Linked DNA regions of Mus musculus: all the other regions are linked to region 3. Evidence: chromatin contacts called from public targeted proximity ligation data. All regions are on one chromosome and are shown on one strand. The core of a region is the stretch at or near the end of the contact, and the rest is flanking DNA. Distances in the headings are between cores, read along the strand shown.

The links.
Region 1: a targeted proximity ligation map of pancreatic cancer cells shows a contact between it and region 3. A contact is called at or near these places in 1 of 39 promoter capture datasets (pre-B cells) and 1 of 130 datasets of targeted methods (pancreatic cancer cells).
Region 2: a targeted proximity ligation map of pancreatic cancer cells shows a contact between it and region 3. A contact is called at or near these places in 2 of 130 datasets of targeted methods (bone marrow-derived macrophages and pancreatic cancer cells).
Region 4: a targeted proximity ligation map of pancreatic cancer cells shows a contact between it and region 3. A contact is called at or near these places in 1 of 484 Hi-C or Micro-C datasets (CD4 T cells) and 2 of 130 datasets of targeted methods (memory CD8 T cells and pancreatic cancer cells).
Region 5: a contact with region 3 is called in a targeted proximity ligation map of the 230-238 cell line, with 2.9 times the contacts expected there. A contact is called at or near these places in 3 of 39 promoter capture datasets (cranial neural crest, pre-B cells and stem cell-derived epiblast-like cells), 4 of 130 datasets of targeted methods (the 230-238 cell line, craniofacial prominence, embryonic stem cells and 1 more) and 1 of 9 other capture datasets (liver).

Annotation. Positions count from the first base shown.
Region 1 is chr19:3,850,341-3,853,040 of GRCm38.p6, reverse strand. It overlaps Chka (choline kinase alpha), which reads right to left and starts at 1,268. Exons shown (of 12, transcript NM_001271496.1): 1 at 628-1,268. The coding sequence starts at 965. Gm51271 (predicted gene, 51271) reads left to right here and starts at 2,225; the gene lies at 2,225-2,274.
Region 2 is chr19:5,365,589-5,368,288 of GRCm38.p6, reverse strand. It overlaps Banf1 (BAF nuclear assembly factor 1), which reads left to right and starts at 1,413. Exons shown (of 3, transcript NM_011793.3): 1 at 1,413-1,721; 2 at 2,333-2,471. The coding sequence starts at 2,349. It overlaps Eif1ad (eukaryotic translation initiation factor 1A domain containing), which reads right to left and starts at 1,476. Exons shown (of 6, transcript NM_027236.2): 1 at 1,079-1,476; 2 at 13-231. The coding sequence starts at 99.
Region 3 is chr19:4,497,177-4,499,913 of GRCm38.p6, reverse strand. It overlaps 2010003K11Rik (RIKEN cDNA 2010003K11 gene), which reads left to right and starts at 1,331. Exons shown (of 2, transcript NM_027237.2): 1 at 1,331-1,670; 2 at 2,300-2,737. The coding sequence starts at 1,395. The coding sequence ends at 2,398.
Region 4 is chr19:3,905,772-3,908,471 of GRCm38.p6, reverse strand. It overlaps Tcirg1 (T cell, immune regulator 1, ATPase, H+ transporting, lysosomal V0 protein A3), which reads left to right and starts at 1,339. Exons shown (of 20, transcript NM_001136091.2): 1 at 1,339-1,453.
Region 5 is chr19:5,066,695-5,069,449 of GRCm38.p6, reverse strand. Cd248 (CD248 antigen, endosialin) reads right to left here and starts at 1,372. Exons shown (of 1, transcript NM_054042.2): 1 at 1-1,372. The coding sequence starts at 1,324.

The sequences.
Region 1 (2,700 bases), core at 19-2,518, 650 kb after region 3:
GGTTTCTCTGTGTAGCCCTGGCTGTCCTGGAACTCACTCTGTAGACCAGGCTGGCCTTGAACTCAGAAATCCGCCTGCCTCTGCCTGCGGAGTGCTGGGATTAAAGGCTTGCGCCACCACGCCCGGCTCCTCCCTCTTTTTCTAAAGCCCAGCCACAACATCCCTTTTTCTTTTCTTTCTTTTCTTTTCTTTCCTTTTTTTTTTTTTTTTTTTTTCGTTTTTCGAGACAGGGTTTCTCTCTGTAGAGCTGGCTGTTTTGGAACTCACTTTGTAGACCAGGCTGGCCTCGAACTCAGAAATCCGCCTGCTTCTGCTTCCCGAGTGCTGGGAACAACATCCCTTTTTTCATTCAAGGCCCTCGCAGAGAAACGGCTTCCTAGACACATCTATTTTGAGCTTTGGTACAGAATGTGCTTGTATAACTACATAGTATTGTTCTTCCGCAAGGGACGGCAACCCAGCACACATTTTCTCAAAGCTCGCCCGCAGGCGGCCTTCCGCGCTGCGGGGTTTGTGCTCCGGACACCGGCGCGGCGATCACCTCTACCCAAGCCGCCGCCCCGCCCCGCCCTCCAGCCTCACCCCCCACCGCCCCCACCACCACCGCGCGGTGCCGCAGCCACTGACCTGATGACACTGATGTGGAACTGGTCCTCGCGAAGGCCTCGCCAGGCTCCGGGCAGGAATTCCTTACACCACAGGTAGGCCCTGCGCCTGGTCCGGGGCTCGGGTTGTTCGTCCGCTAGCGGCGGTGATGGCGGCGGGGGCAGCGGCAGGGGCGGCGGCGGCGGCGGCGGCAGCGCGAGAGGTTGGGTTCGGCCACCAAGCTGCTTGGACTCCAGCTCGCCTGCGGCGTCCCGCTGCTGCCCTACGCCGGGCGTCGGGGCAGCGTTGCCACCGCAGCTCAGCAGCAGCCCGAGAGGCGACGGCTCGGCCTCGCCCCCGGTGCAGAACTTGGTTTTCATGCTGGACAAGCGGCCGAGAAGGCGCGGGCGGCCACAGCACGAGAGGGCCACACTCAGGGTCCGGCTGGATGCCCGCCTCTGGGGGCCGGCGCGGGGAATGGCTCGCCGGCTTCACTGACCGGCCGGGCGGCGGTTGTGGGAGCGCGCGGGGAGGCGACGTCGGCGACGGCGGGGAGAGGCAGCAATGGACGTCAGGCAGCAGTAACGAGAGACGAGCGCGGGAGGCTGACGGCAGGCGACTGCTATAGGGGGCCGCGGCGCTCGCTCCTTTACAGCGCTGCACGCGGAGAGCCCAGCGTCACCGCCCGCCCCCGCGCTCGCCGCTGATTGGACGCTTTGGCGCATCACAACCGCCGCCACCCTCGCCACGCCGCTTTCCCATTGGCTGCGGCACAGCCCCTCCTAGGCTCAGGCGGTGAGTCCACGATGAGGGAGGGGTCGGCGCACCGGGGGCGGGGCCTTGTCTAGGGGTCGCGAGGGTCCTGTAAAGGCTATCTCAATTGCCTGCACTCACAAGGTGGCGCCTTTGCGGACTCGAGCCTCTTAGGGCAGGAGAGGCGAGGCTTCTGCAGCTTTGGCAGACCCTAGAGTGGATGTTGAAAGGGAAACTTTCCTTAGACGCCCCCAGGTCTGAAAGTGATGATTTGAAAGGCCCCGGGGACTTTGCAGGAAAATGGTGTCTGGAGGCTGGCTGCTCTTTCCGCGTGACCTTAGGGCAAGGCAGCTCCCAAAGGAGCTCTGTGGGTGTGTTTTTACAACATTTCCGAGGCCCTGTTCGAGATGCTTCCATGCCCAATACAACTCCTGGCCGGAGGCGTTATCCATCTGCAGGTCTAATATCAAAAAGAGATTGGGTCAAGGCCACACACCCACTTGCCAGCTGGCTGCGCTCTCCGCTCAGAGAGAAGCCTCCCCCTCTACGTGCCTGCAGCCTCAGTTTCCCTGTCCGTGGTGCTGAGGATGTCAGCTAGATTCTCAGGACATCTTCCTAACAGACTGGCCTCAACGGCCTCCAGAATTGCCGGCCAAAGGTGCTTGGTTCGCGATTCCTGGCTTTGTGGATGCTGTCATCTGCCCCCCCCCTCTTCCGGGCTGTCCAGTCGCGTGACCATGACTAATGTACCTTTGCCCTAGGGCATGGAAGGGGGCCAAGGCCCCTATGCTGTATGCCCACACATTGCCTCATTCTTTGGTCTCATCATTCAGTCCTTCCAGGAAGTAATTGAGGCTACAAAGAATATAAAACTACAGGTCTGTGTTGTGGGGTATAGCTAGAAAGAGAGATTTCTTTCTAGCTATACCCCAGCATGCAGAAAATGGCTTCTTTGTGGGTTTTCACAGTCTGCTGGAAGCCAAAAACTCTTCAAAAAGAGTAGGTAGGTACTTATCTGGACTTACTCCCCCAAAAGTGATCTTACTGAACAAAAGAGTGCAAATAATCTGTGCATAATGGCACATGCTTTTAATCCCAGCACTTGAGAGGCACAGAGGCAGAGGCCAGATCTCTATGGGCTGAAGACCAGCCTAGTCTACACAGTAAGTTTCAGGACAGCCCAAGTTCCATAGTGAGACTGTCTGGGGAGTGGGGGGGGGGGGGCGGGGGAAGGAGTGCAAATGAAAAGAGACTTTGGACGATCCCGTGGAGCTAGGCCTGGAGTTGAACTCCAGACAAGTAGGGGAAAAAAAAAAAAAAAAAAAGAGGCCTGGCCTAGGAATACCACTGGTTGCTAGAACA
Region 2 (2,700 bases), core at 164-2,663, 870 kb before region 3:
GGCGGCACTCACTTTCACTATTTGCTGGTGGTCAGAAGGCACCATGTGCTCCCCCAGCACCTCCTGCACCACATGCTTCCTCTTGCTGGCCTGAGACATGCTGGTTTCTGTCCAGGGTTGTTAGGGTGCACAGACTGTCAGTTCTTCTTCCAGAATTATTTGGATGCCAGCCTTAGAAGCCAGGACTGCTTTCAAGAGAAGCAGCCTTATACGAAAAAGTGCCACCTCGCCCTGTTAAAAACATGCACTTTAGGGGACAGCAGGACTTGCTGCTCTGGCAGAGAACCAGGTATGGTTTCCAGCCACAGGGGATTCAACGCCCTCTTTTGAGACACACATGCAGGTAAAAACACTAATACACATAAAACATGAATGAAATCATTGAAAGACAAATCACAGACTTAGCCAGGTGCTGGTGTATATCTTTATTCTTAGCACTTGGGAGGGAGAGGTAGGCAGAAATTTGTTGAGTCCTGGGCCAACCTAGTCTACATAGGGAGACCGTAAACCAAAAACAAACAAGCAGGACCTTCAAGGGCCAGGGAGATGTCCTATGAGCCAGCACCCACATCAGATGGTTCACAACCACCTTTAACTCCAATTCAAGGGCATCCACCGCCCTCTTCTGGCTTCCGAGGGCACTCACAACACCACCCATGGGGGACATCTTTAAAAAAAAAACAAACCAAACCAGGAAACACAGGTTTTATAGTGTCAGCTGAGACGTCAGGGTGGCTCAAGCCTTCGATCTCAACACTAATCCCAACCCACGGAGCACGGGGCCGGCCCTCTCAATAACAAAGAAAAACTAAGTAAATCGGCGAGATCACGGAAACTACCCAGCACAGGGCAAGCCCTGAGTCCTACGTCTCAGTCCTGTTAGGACGGCGACGCCTCCCCCTCCCAGGCCGATCGGTCATCCCGCCAAGCTCTCTGAGCGAAATCTAAGGTGAGCTGCGTTCCGCCACAGGCTTCAACACCCAAGGCAGGAGAGCCACACAACGACGGCCTCCCGACACATCCCAGGCACGGAGCGACCGACGCGGCGCCCAGCACGAGAGCTGCCCACGGAACTCACCCGCTCGGCGCCACACCAGCACGCTCCGCTTTCCAGGTTGACGGCGACAGTAGCTCGTCCACGACGCGCCTCGACAGCGAGGGACCAAAGAGCAAACAACTGTGACCTGCAGGTGGCCCCGACGGTAACGCCGGTCTGGACGCTCGGCCCCAATCCTCCGTTGTTCCTCCCTCCCGTCTGCCGGTCTGAGGTGACAGACCTGAGGAAACCGCGCCGGGAATTGCGATTCCGGGGCGCTCAGAGGTCCTCCGGATTTCCCGCCCCCTCTTCGTCCGTCCCTTTAACTCTTCCCTCCATCAAGTGAGGCAAGCCTAAGTTCCGAGTGCGGGGCAGGAAAACGCATTCTCCTCGGAGGTCTCGATCCCACAGACCGGAAGGGCCGCTGGAGAAACAAAAGCCATCGAAAGCCGGATGGCTTCTTGAGAGGAACCGGAAAACAGCGACCCCCGTGGGCGCCGCGGCTGGCGATTGCGCGTCAACTCTATGGCTCCGGGTAGCTAGACCTGCCCAGTTTGGGGATTAGTTTTGAAGGTCGCGCATAAAACGACCCGGAAGCGGAAGTCGAGGAACCGTCTCGTAGCTTGAGGTCTGGGCGGGAGCGGCCGAGTGGCGCGAGGAGCCGTTACCAGAGCCGGAGCCTCCGGTGAGCGTGAGAAGCGGAGTGGTGCTCCGGCTGGCGTGCGGTGGCGGCGCGCAGAGGCGGGAGGGAGGGGAATCCATCGCGGAGGCGCGCCTTTGCAGCGGGGCAGCCCGAGTCTGCGGGAGGGGCGATGCGCGGTGTGTCCGGGTGGCGGCGCGTGGAGGGGGCGGGGCGCTCGGAGCGGGGCGGGGCCTCAGGGCGGGGCCTGCGGGACCTGAGAGGCGTGGAAGAGGCCGGCAGCCCGAGTGAGGGCGGCGAGGCTGGCGAGAGCCGCGTGCTGTTCCTACCACGTGTTAGTTCCCAACGGGGTCAGTGTCTGTGTAGCCAGGGTCGCGGGCTGTGAGGGCTTCAGGGCGGACCTTGACTACTGAGTCTGGGAGTCGCTCTGTTGCCTTAGGTGCGCCACCAGCTAGTGCAAGCTGATATATCCAATATACCCAAAACCAGGACCCACGGAAAGTGGAAATTTCCGAATAGCCGGGGATGGGTTGGGGGGACTCAAGGGAGCAGCCACAGTAGCTGTGGTAGGATATTGCCCTTGGGACTTGTGGTCTTCAGCCCTAACCTACTTTTCTTTTTTTTTTTTTTTTTTTTTTGGCGGGGGGGATTCCCAGGTTAAGCCTGATCACGATGACAACCTCCCAAAAGCACCGAGACTTCGTGGCAGAGCCCATGGGGGAAAAGCCAGTGGGGAGCCTGGCCGGGATTGGTGACGTCCTGAGCAAGAGGCTGGAGGAAAGGGGCTTTGACAAGGTGTGGGGGGGCTGCAAATGCCAGGGAGGGGTAGGAGCGAAGGTTGGCAACAGGTGGTACCACGCAGATTGGGAGTGAGGCCCACACATGTTTGGGGGGTACCTGGGGAGGCATGGTGCCTCCTTCATTTTTGTGTTTTGTTGAGACAGGGCTTCTCAGTGCTAGGATTAAAGGTGTGGCTCACTGTCCCCTGCCCTTTTGTGTGTTTTAAATATCACGAAAATGAAAC
Region 3 (2,737 bases), core at 82-2,581:
TACACAAGGCATGGTGACCCATACTTGTAATCCAAGAATTCAGGAGGTGGAGGAGGGCAGAGATCAGGAATTCGAGATCATCCTCTGCCACATAGCGAGGCCCATCTGGGCAACATAAGACCCTGTCTAAGACAAAAGTCTGGCACTGAGATAATATTTACTATAGGTCATTTTTTTCTTTGTGTCTCTGTATGGTGTGTGAAGGGATTATGTGTGTGTGTGTACACTCGCACACATGTGTGTAATCTAGAAGTTGACACTAAGTGTCTTCCTCTGTCATTCTCTACCTTTAATTTTTTTCCTCTTAGTTTTTGAGAGAGGAACTAGCTGTGTAGACCAGGCTGGCCGAAACTCACAGAAATTCCCCTGGCATGAGCACTGAATGAGCCACCTTGCCTGGCCTCACCTTTTTACATTTTCAAATTACATTTATTTGTGTGTGTGTGTGTGTGTGTGTGTGTGTGTGTGTGTGTGTATTGTGTGTTCTTGAGAGCCACAGCGCATGTGTGGTGGAGAGAGGAAAGCCTGTGGCAGCCAGTTCTCTCCACCAGGTGAATCCCAAGGATCAAACTCAGGTTGTCAGGCTTGTCAGCAAGTGCCTGTACCCACTCGACCACTCCTTCCCCTTAGTTTTTGAGACAGTGTGTCCCACTGGGTCAGGAGTTCACCAATGCAGCTCAGACAGGGACTGCAAGTCCCAGAGAGTTTCCTGTCTCTCCCAGGTCTGGGATGACAGATGCATATCCACCTTTCCACAGGGGTACCAGGGAACCCAACCCAGATCCTGTGCAGCAAGCACTTTATGAGTGAGCCGTCCCCCCAGCCCCTGCAGGTCACGATTTTGGATGTGTGCCGCTGACCTCCAGAGCACTTTTCACCTTGTAAAACTGAAGGTCTGGAGCCATGAAAACAAGTACCGTCCACTGTCCAGCCCCTGCCTTACCCGATTTCACCCTGGTAGTTACGGTTTTGACTGTTGTAGAATGAAGCTATTCTGTTCTCTGTCCTGTTGTAGAAGTAATCTTTGCTTAATGTCAATGAGATGAGTGGTACGGCCAGCCAAGGCCAAGGCCAGAGGAGGCCGGCAAGGTCTCCAGGGTGGTGTGGTCAGAGAAGGCTGTCTGGAGGGAGGAGGGAAGACAATAGGAACCAGCCTAGCATTCAGAAGGATCCCGAGCTGGAAGCCAGCCTGCGCTGTATAGTCCCACAGGGTGAGAAGTCAATGGAGAGAATGACTCAGAGATATTTGGCCTCTGTGGCCTGCCCTTTGGTTTATGACAGCCACCTCAGCAGCACTGACCTTTGTCTACAGGTGATCTCCCATCATATGAGTGAAGGCACCAGGCCATCTCACAAAGCTAGTGGCTTACCGACCAGTGCTAGCTTCTAGGATCATGGGGACCAGCCTGCGTAGCCAGTCCTTTAGAGAACCCCGGCCCTCCTATGGGAGGCTCCATGAGTCCCAGGGGAGGTCTCTGGATGGCCGACTCCACAGAGCACTGAGCCTCAGACTGGGCCGTGAGAAGTCCAGGTCGCAGGTCCCCGATGGCACGGAAGGGCTGGAGGTCTCTGTCCAGGAGCGGCTGCCAGGGACCCTGGGAGACAAAGAACAGCTGATCCAAGGCCAGAGAGGAGGAGGCAGCCGGCGGTGGCTGAGACAGTACCAGCAGGTGTGGCTTCAAACTGAATTATCACTTTCATGGGGAAGGGTGGGGACTCCGGGCAGCAAAGGGTTAAGAGCACAGCTGACCTGAGGAAAGCCAAGCAAAATACCCAGGAATTGAATGCATTTGACTAAAAGCAGTTGTGATTCCCCTCACCCCTGTGGGCACTGGGGATTCACTGAAGGTTGGAGGAGGGTGGGCAAATGGGGTCTGGGTGGAATATGGTCAGAGCTGTTTCTGTTTTGAGATGGGGTCTCGATAAGTAGCCCAGAGTGGCCTGGAACTCTTGATCCTACTCAGTGTTCTGAGTGCTGGGAGTGCAGGCATATATTACCACACAAGGCTCTGAGAGCTGTATTAAGATGATTAATGTAATACTATGTTGCAAGGGTGACTAGAGCAGGAGGCAGGCAGATTGGCCAATGCAACTTCTGGCAAATTACCGTCTGTACCTCTCACACAGGATGAAGAGTAGATTTGCCCCACCCCTCCTGGCCCTTCGTCCCAGGGGGAAGGGTCTCCCCTCCCCCCAGGAGTTTAGCTTCTCTTTCATGGCTCTACCCCCACCTGGTGGCTGTGAGTGGAACACCACTTGAAGCCACTGCTATGATGTTTCTCCTACTTTGGTCTTCCAGCATGTGAAAAGAAGGTGGAGGAGTTTTGTCGCCAGCTTCCCCAGTGTGACCCTGAGTCAACCAGCCTCCCCAGAGACCTTGTTGGACACCAACAACTAAAGCTGCTGTGACTGTCCCTCACTCCACCGGCTCTGCTCCTGTGTCTTTTCATCTGCCCCTGCATGGCTTTTCTGGACTCTGAACTGCTCCAGCTTTTGAACTTTGTCTTGTGACCCAAGGAGGCCTCTGCCACCAGATCATTCAAAGCCCCCATGTGGCTGCTCTTCTTGGTTCTGGCACCTATCTCTTAGCAAAGATCTCCATAGGCCTGAAGAGGAAATACCTGGCTCTCTACCTTTTGGGTTTAAAGACTCCCTGGACTGGCATTTATGAAGGTCTTAGGGACCTACACAGAAATGAGAGTAGCAACTGTGACCCCTTGGCCCCACAAAGACCAGC
Region 4 (2,700 bases), core at 90-2,589, 590 kb after region 3:
CAAGAGCCTCAGGAGGAGGCTGAGTAGGAAGGAGGCTGAGTAAATGAGTTATTCTTATCCTGAGATTGCACAGAAAAGCTTAGTGTGGCCACATGTCTGTGACCCTCTGCTGGAGGATGGAGTCAAGTGGATCCCAGAGTCCCTGGCTAGCCAAACTTAATCAAAATGGCAAGTTTCAGGTTCAGTGAGAGAGACTGGCTCAAAAACTGAGTGCAACAGGTGGCCAACTGAGGAAAATTCCTGCTGCTCACCTCAGGCCTCCATGGGTGCCTGCACGGGGAGTGTAGCCGCACACTTGCACCCAACATCCCTAAGGTCAGGGTGTCCTTTGGGGAACAGGAAGCTTGCTAGGGGGTGACAGTCACAAGGGAATGACATAGGTCCTGCTGCCTCTGAGCTGGCCTTGCCTCTGGCTACTACATCCCCTTTGCCCACTAAGTTCTCTGACTCCTCCCAAGTGTGGGTGTTATACTTGTTACCGTTTCAGACACCGCCCTCACCTCTACCCCGACCCTGTGTGGGCACACACACATTGTGTGTGTGGGGGGGGGGACGGGACTGCTGCTAGCTTGGTTCTCCTATTCTTATGTACACTTCTACTGTATTCACAACTACAGCTTTATGGCCCGTCTGTTGTCTGTTCCCCCACAGTGAAGAGCACTGGCTTGTGCCCCCTGGTACACTTGTGTGAGGGTCCTCACCAAGTCACCTCAGACCCATGTCATACCTGTTTTCTGGGGATACCTACCCACTTCGACTCAGTTTTCAGGTTGCCTTAGGCTTCCATTCTATACTCCCCCCACACATTAGAGCCCTTGTTTATTGAATGGGGCTCAAGGGTCAGCACAGCTGAGGGGCCCCTTGTCCCTCTGGTCCCCATTGGGTACAGTCCAGCCTGTCCAAAGTACAGGCAGCTGAATGGTCCTGAATCCCAGTTTCCATACCTCAAGGGCTAGGAAGGAGGTTGAGGCACTTCTGGAGTCTCCAGGCTCCTGGGTCAAGTTCCTCCGCAGAGACTGGCCCAACCAACACCCTGCTGCCAGTGGAGAGGGGCCCATAGCGTGGGCCCACCCTTACCCAGCATAGTCTGAGCTGGGTGAGGTTGGGTAGCAGCCGATCTTGCACAATAGCGAAGTAGCTTGAAGCAGATTGTACGTACTAGGAAGGTGAAGGTGGCCTATCCTTAAGGTCCTACCTGTCATCTCCCGATTATCGGGATTTTTTTGTCGGTTATCTCCCGATTCCCGGGATTAAACGATTCCGGGGCGTCCAGACACCGCCCTCACCCCCACCCCCACCCCGCGCCCGAACTCAGTGGGGGGCGGGACAGGGCGGGCAGTGGGCAGGCCGTCACAGGCCACACCCACTCCGGTATTTCGAAGCTGGAGTGAGCTGCACTGGCCGGAGGGCGGGCTCAGATCCTAAGCCGAAGTTGAGCGAAGAGTCCACCTGGGTGAGTGTCCTGCTAAACTGAGGAACCCCAGCCCTGCCTACCAACTGCTTCTTCCTCCGCCTGGACAAGGGTCCAGGCGCCCTGCCCGACTCCGGGTGGAGGCAACTCAGAGGCCACGCGACCGTGTCAGGCAGTCTGGGATGCAGGCAGGCCGCAAGGAGAAGCAGAGGATAGGTTGCTAGCTCCGGGAAACTTCAGAGCCTGAGCTCATGGAGGCCCCTGCTGCGTCTGGCTCTGAACGAGGGACCCATTCTACAGATGAGGAAACGGAAGCCATCCTACTAGGAAGTGGCCGGGCTCAAGGCAGACTCCAGCCCCTCTCCTCATCCTCCGAAGAGCAGGGTCTGGGAGAAAAGGCAGGGGTTGAAGGAAGACTAGGAAAGGGGGTGCAGGAGTAAGGCAGAACACCGGGGCCTCAGGGGAAGGCCAGATCGCGAGTGGTGTGTGTGGGTCTAGCTCGCAGATTACAGGACAGGACCTAGTAACAAAATCAAGGTATGTAATGTGGACTGTCTGCAGGGAGCATGGGGGAACTTCCGTTTGTCTTGCATGTACATGTCTAGCATCCCTTGGCTGGAGCACCCGAGTGCTGGTGGTTATGGCGCTGGGACTAGGCAGGATGTGCCAAGTCAGAGCAGCGTCCCTCTGTCTGGGACAGACCCCTCTGTGGTGTGGTTCTAGTTGGCCATGTGACCTTAGACTTCACCTTACTCCACCTGGGTTGGCCCATTTATAAATTAAGGCCAGGATAGGAGGAGTGGTGGTAGCACAAGCCTTTAATCCCAGCACTCAGGAGGCAGAGGTGGGCTGATCTCTGAGTTCAAGGCCAGTCTGATCCCCAGAGCCAGTTCCAGGACAGTCAAGGCTACACAGAGAAATCCTTTCTTGAAAAACGGACAAACAAAAAAATCGTAAGGCTGGGTTGTCCACTAGGAATTGGGGGGAAGGGGTGTTTATAGAAAGAAGTAAGATGTGGGGAGTCTGATTTTTCGTTTATCTCCTCACTCACATCTTTCCTGCCAGGGGTGGCCAATTCAATCAAAGAGGAAACAGGCCCAGAGAGGGCAAGTGACTTACCCAGTGTCACATAGCTGCTTACAATTTGGGGAGGACCCTAGAGACTTAGTCCCTGGCTCTGTGCACCCAGCCCTCCCTGCTCACCCCTGCCTGTGCAGGGCCTGGCTCTTCTGAAGCCCTTGACTACCATCTGAATTCTTTCCTTTCCCAAGCTGGGGACAGGACTGTGG
Region 5 (2,755 bases), core at 123-2,622, 570 kb before region 3:
AGTGGTAGGGGCCCCTGGGGGCACTAAGTGGGGGTGGCCAGGTAGGCTCCAGGTGCAATCTCTGAGGCTCTCCATCCTGTGGGAAGTTGGGCCTATAGGGCAGGCCAAAGTCAGGTGGATGTGTAGGTGCCAGCCATAGGATCCCCTGTTCCTCTGTCCAGGTGCCATCAAAGTCCTCCCAGGGCTCCTCTTCATCCTCCCCTTCTTCTCCATCATCCAGCAACTCATCTCTGAGATCCTGGGAAGCCTGGGCACCCATGGCTCCTGCAGGGCTACAGCTGATACCATCTGCCTCAAGCTCGTGACCCTCGCTGCAGTAACACTCAAAGCCACCAACATAGTTGACACACATCTGCTGGCACACACCAGCAATCTGGCACTCATCCGTGTCCACGCAGCGGTGTGGATCATCCTCAGCTGGCCGGAAGCCAAGGCGACAGTGGCAGCTATAGCCTTGTGGCCCTCCAGGTTCACACTGCTGCTCACAGGGGGCCTGGGCACAGGGGTCTTCACAACTGTGCCCATCTGCTGCTAGACGGAAGCCTTCACTGCAGCGGCAGGACACAGCACCGTCCACCTCTTCCACACACTCATGTTCGCAACCCCCATTGTCAGGACCACAGCCAGTCCCTGGGCACAGCGGGCCAGTCTGGGACCAGCCCACGCCACCTGAAGGCTGTTTCACGCACAGCAGAGAAGCTCCCCTGCCAGCTTGGCACTGCACAGCTGCCACGGAGCCAAAGGGCAGCCATTCGAACTCGCTGGAAACCAGGTTGAAGGGTGTGGTGTAGACAGCGGGACCGGCCTGACCCACCTCAAGCGGCAAGGCAGGGCAGGCACCCTCAAAACCAAACTGGCAGAGGTAGCCATCGACAGCCAGTGTGCACGAGCCTTCGAGCCAGCGATGCTCTCCGCTGGCCTCAAGGGCTGCACAGCGCTGGGCTGGGCAGGGTCCTTCCGTAGCCGGCTGGGCCCAGTTGGTGAAGGCGGTGTCCTGGTCTCCCGTGGTCCATATGAAGCCCCGCAGTGGGCGCTGCGGCTGGCATTGCCTAGCCTGCCGCTGCAACCCAATCCATAGCAGCCCGTTGGCCGGCCCGACCCCCACCAGGCTGTCCACACGCTGGGCCTCCTCTGGGGTCCGCGGTGTGGCCAGGTTGCCCCCCAATTCGCGGCACGCCCGCCAAGCTTCCAGGAATGTGCGGCGCCGGGGAAAGAGCGCGTAGCAGCTGCTGGGGCCGCACGCGGCTCGAGGCTCCGGCGTCCAGGGGACCTGGCCCAGTGCGGGCACCGCGGCCACCCAGGCCAGCAGCAGGCGCAGCAGCATCGCGACGCCCCCCGACTGGCCCGGCTCGGGCCTGCCGCTGCTCTTGACAGGGGGAGGGATCAAGGCCTCTGGCGGGAGGGCCGGGGGCGGGCCCGGCGGACTCACGCCTTGTAAGGAGTGGGCTGGGGCCGCTGCCAGCTCCCCTGCTAGCTCCCCGGGGGCTGCTGGAGCAGGAAGCAGTGGGGTGGGGGGGGTTCTGGGGTGAGAGGCGAAGGGCAGAGGAGGGGGGAGGTACAACTAACGGGCTACCTCAGGCGTTACAGAGCTGAGAGTCAGGGAAAAGGGAACCTGTCTGTCTGAGAAGCATCCCCAGTCAACCCTCTGAAACTTCAGCGTTGTTTGCAGCTAAGGCAGCTGGGGTGAAGCTGTCTTCCAGAGAGACTCCCGAAAGCCGGGATCTGGATTCACCAGTATCAGTATACTGGCTGCATTCTGAGCTCAACGACTTGATCGGGCCAGCCCTTTCTCATCACACATATGTGAACGACTCCTTCCAAGCCTGGCAAGAGCATCTTCTCTGACACCCTATCTAAGGCCGCCAAACCCCAGCCTCACACACGCAGCTCTCCTGACATGCTGTGTATGCCCTTAGGTGGATAAGCTAGGATGATGTGGCCTGCTAAACGGTCTCAACGATGAGGCCCCACCCATTCCTGCCTGGGCCCTGCGTGAGAATCAACTTGATAACCTCCTTGAGAACCACCTCAACCAGACACGTATTTGATGAGCCCTTCGCTCAGCCTACCTCACTCCCAAGTTTTTTTGGCTCCAGCAGGACCAGCATTAGGGGTTAGGGAGGGGGGAGGAGGCCAAGGCCTGCTCTCTCCTTACCCTGGCTCAGTCAGGGGCCCTGGGAACCTGGGCTTAGAGCGGGAGGAGGCTGCCCCCTAACAGGAAATGCCTCTCCAGGCTTCTGCTGCAGGAAGGCAGGGTGCATGACTCTGGGCTCTGTGGAGACTGAGCTCTGCTCAGGGTGAGCACGGCTGCTATGAGGGGACCTGTGCAAGACCATGTATGGGCATGGGGACACAACAGGATAGTAAGTGTGACACAGGCATCACATTGTCCTCCTTACTCCCAGGGTCCTCTTCCAGCCCTTCCTGGAGGCCTCTGGAGGTTTGCACACTGGGCCAGGCACCCAGGGTGGCCCTGGGATTCTGTGTGAAGGATTAACCCCTGCATTCTCTTTTTACCTTTATTTATTTATTTATTTATTTTTAAGAGATGGAGTTTGCTCTGTTGCCAAGGCTATTCCAAACTCCTGGATTCTAAGTAGCAGGTACTACAGTCACCCAACACCAGGTAATCCTTTTATACCCTTGGGGTTTTTTGTTTGTTTGTTTGTTTGTTTTGGTTTTCTGAGACAGGGTTTCTCTGTGTAGCCCTGGCTGTCCTGGAACTCACTCTGTAGACCAGGCTGGCCTTGAATTC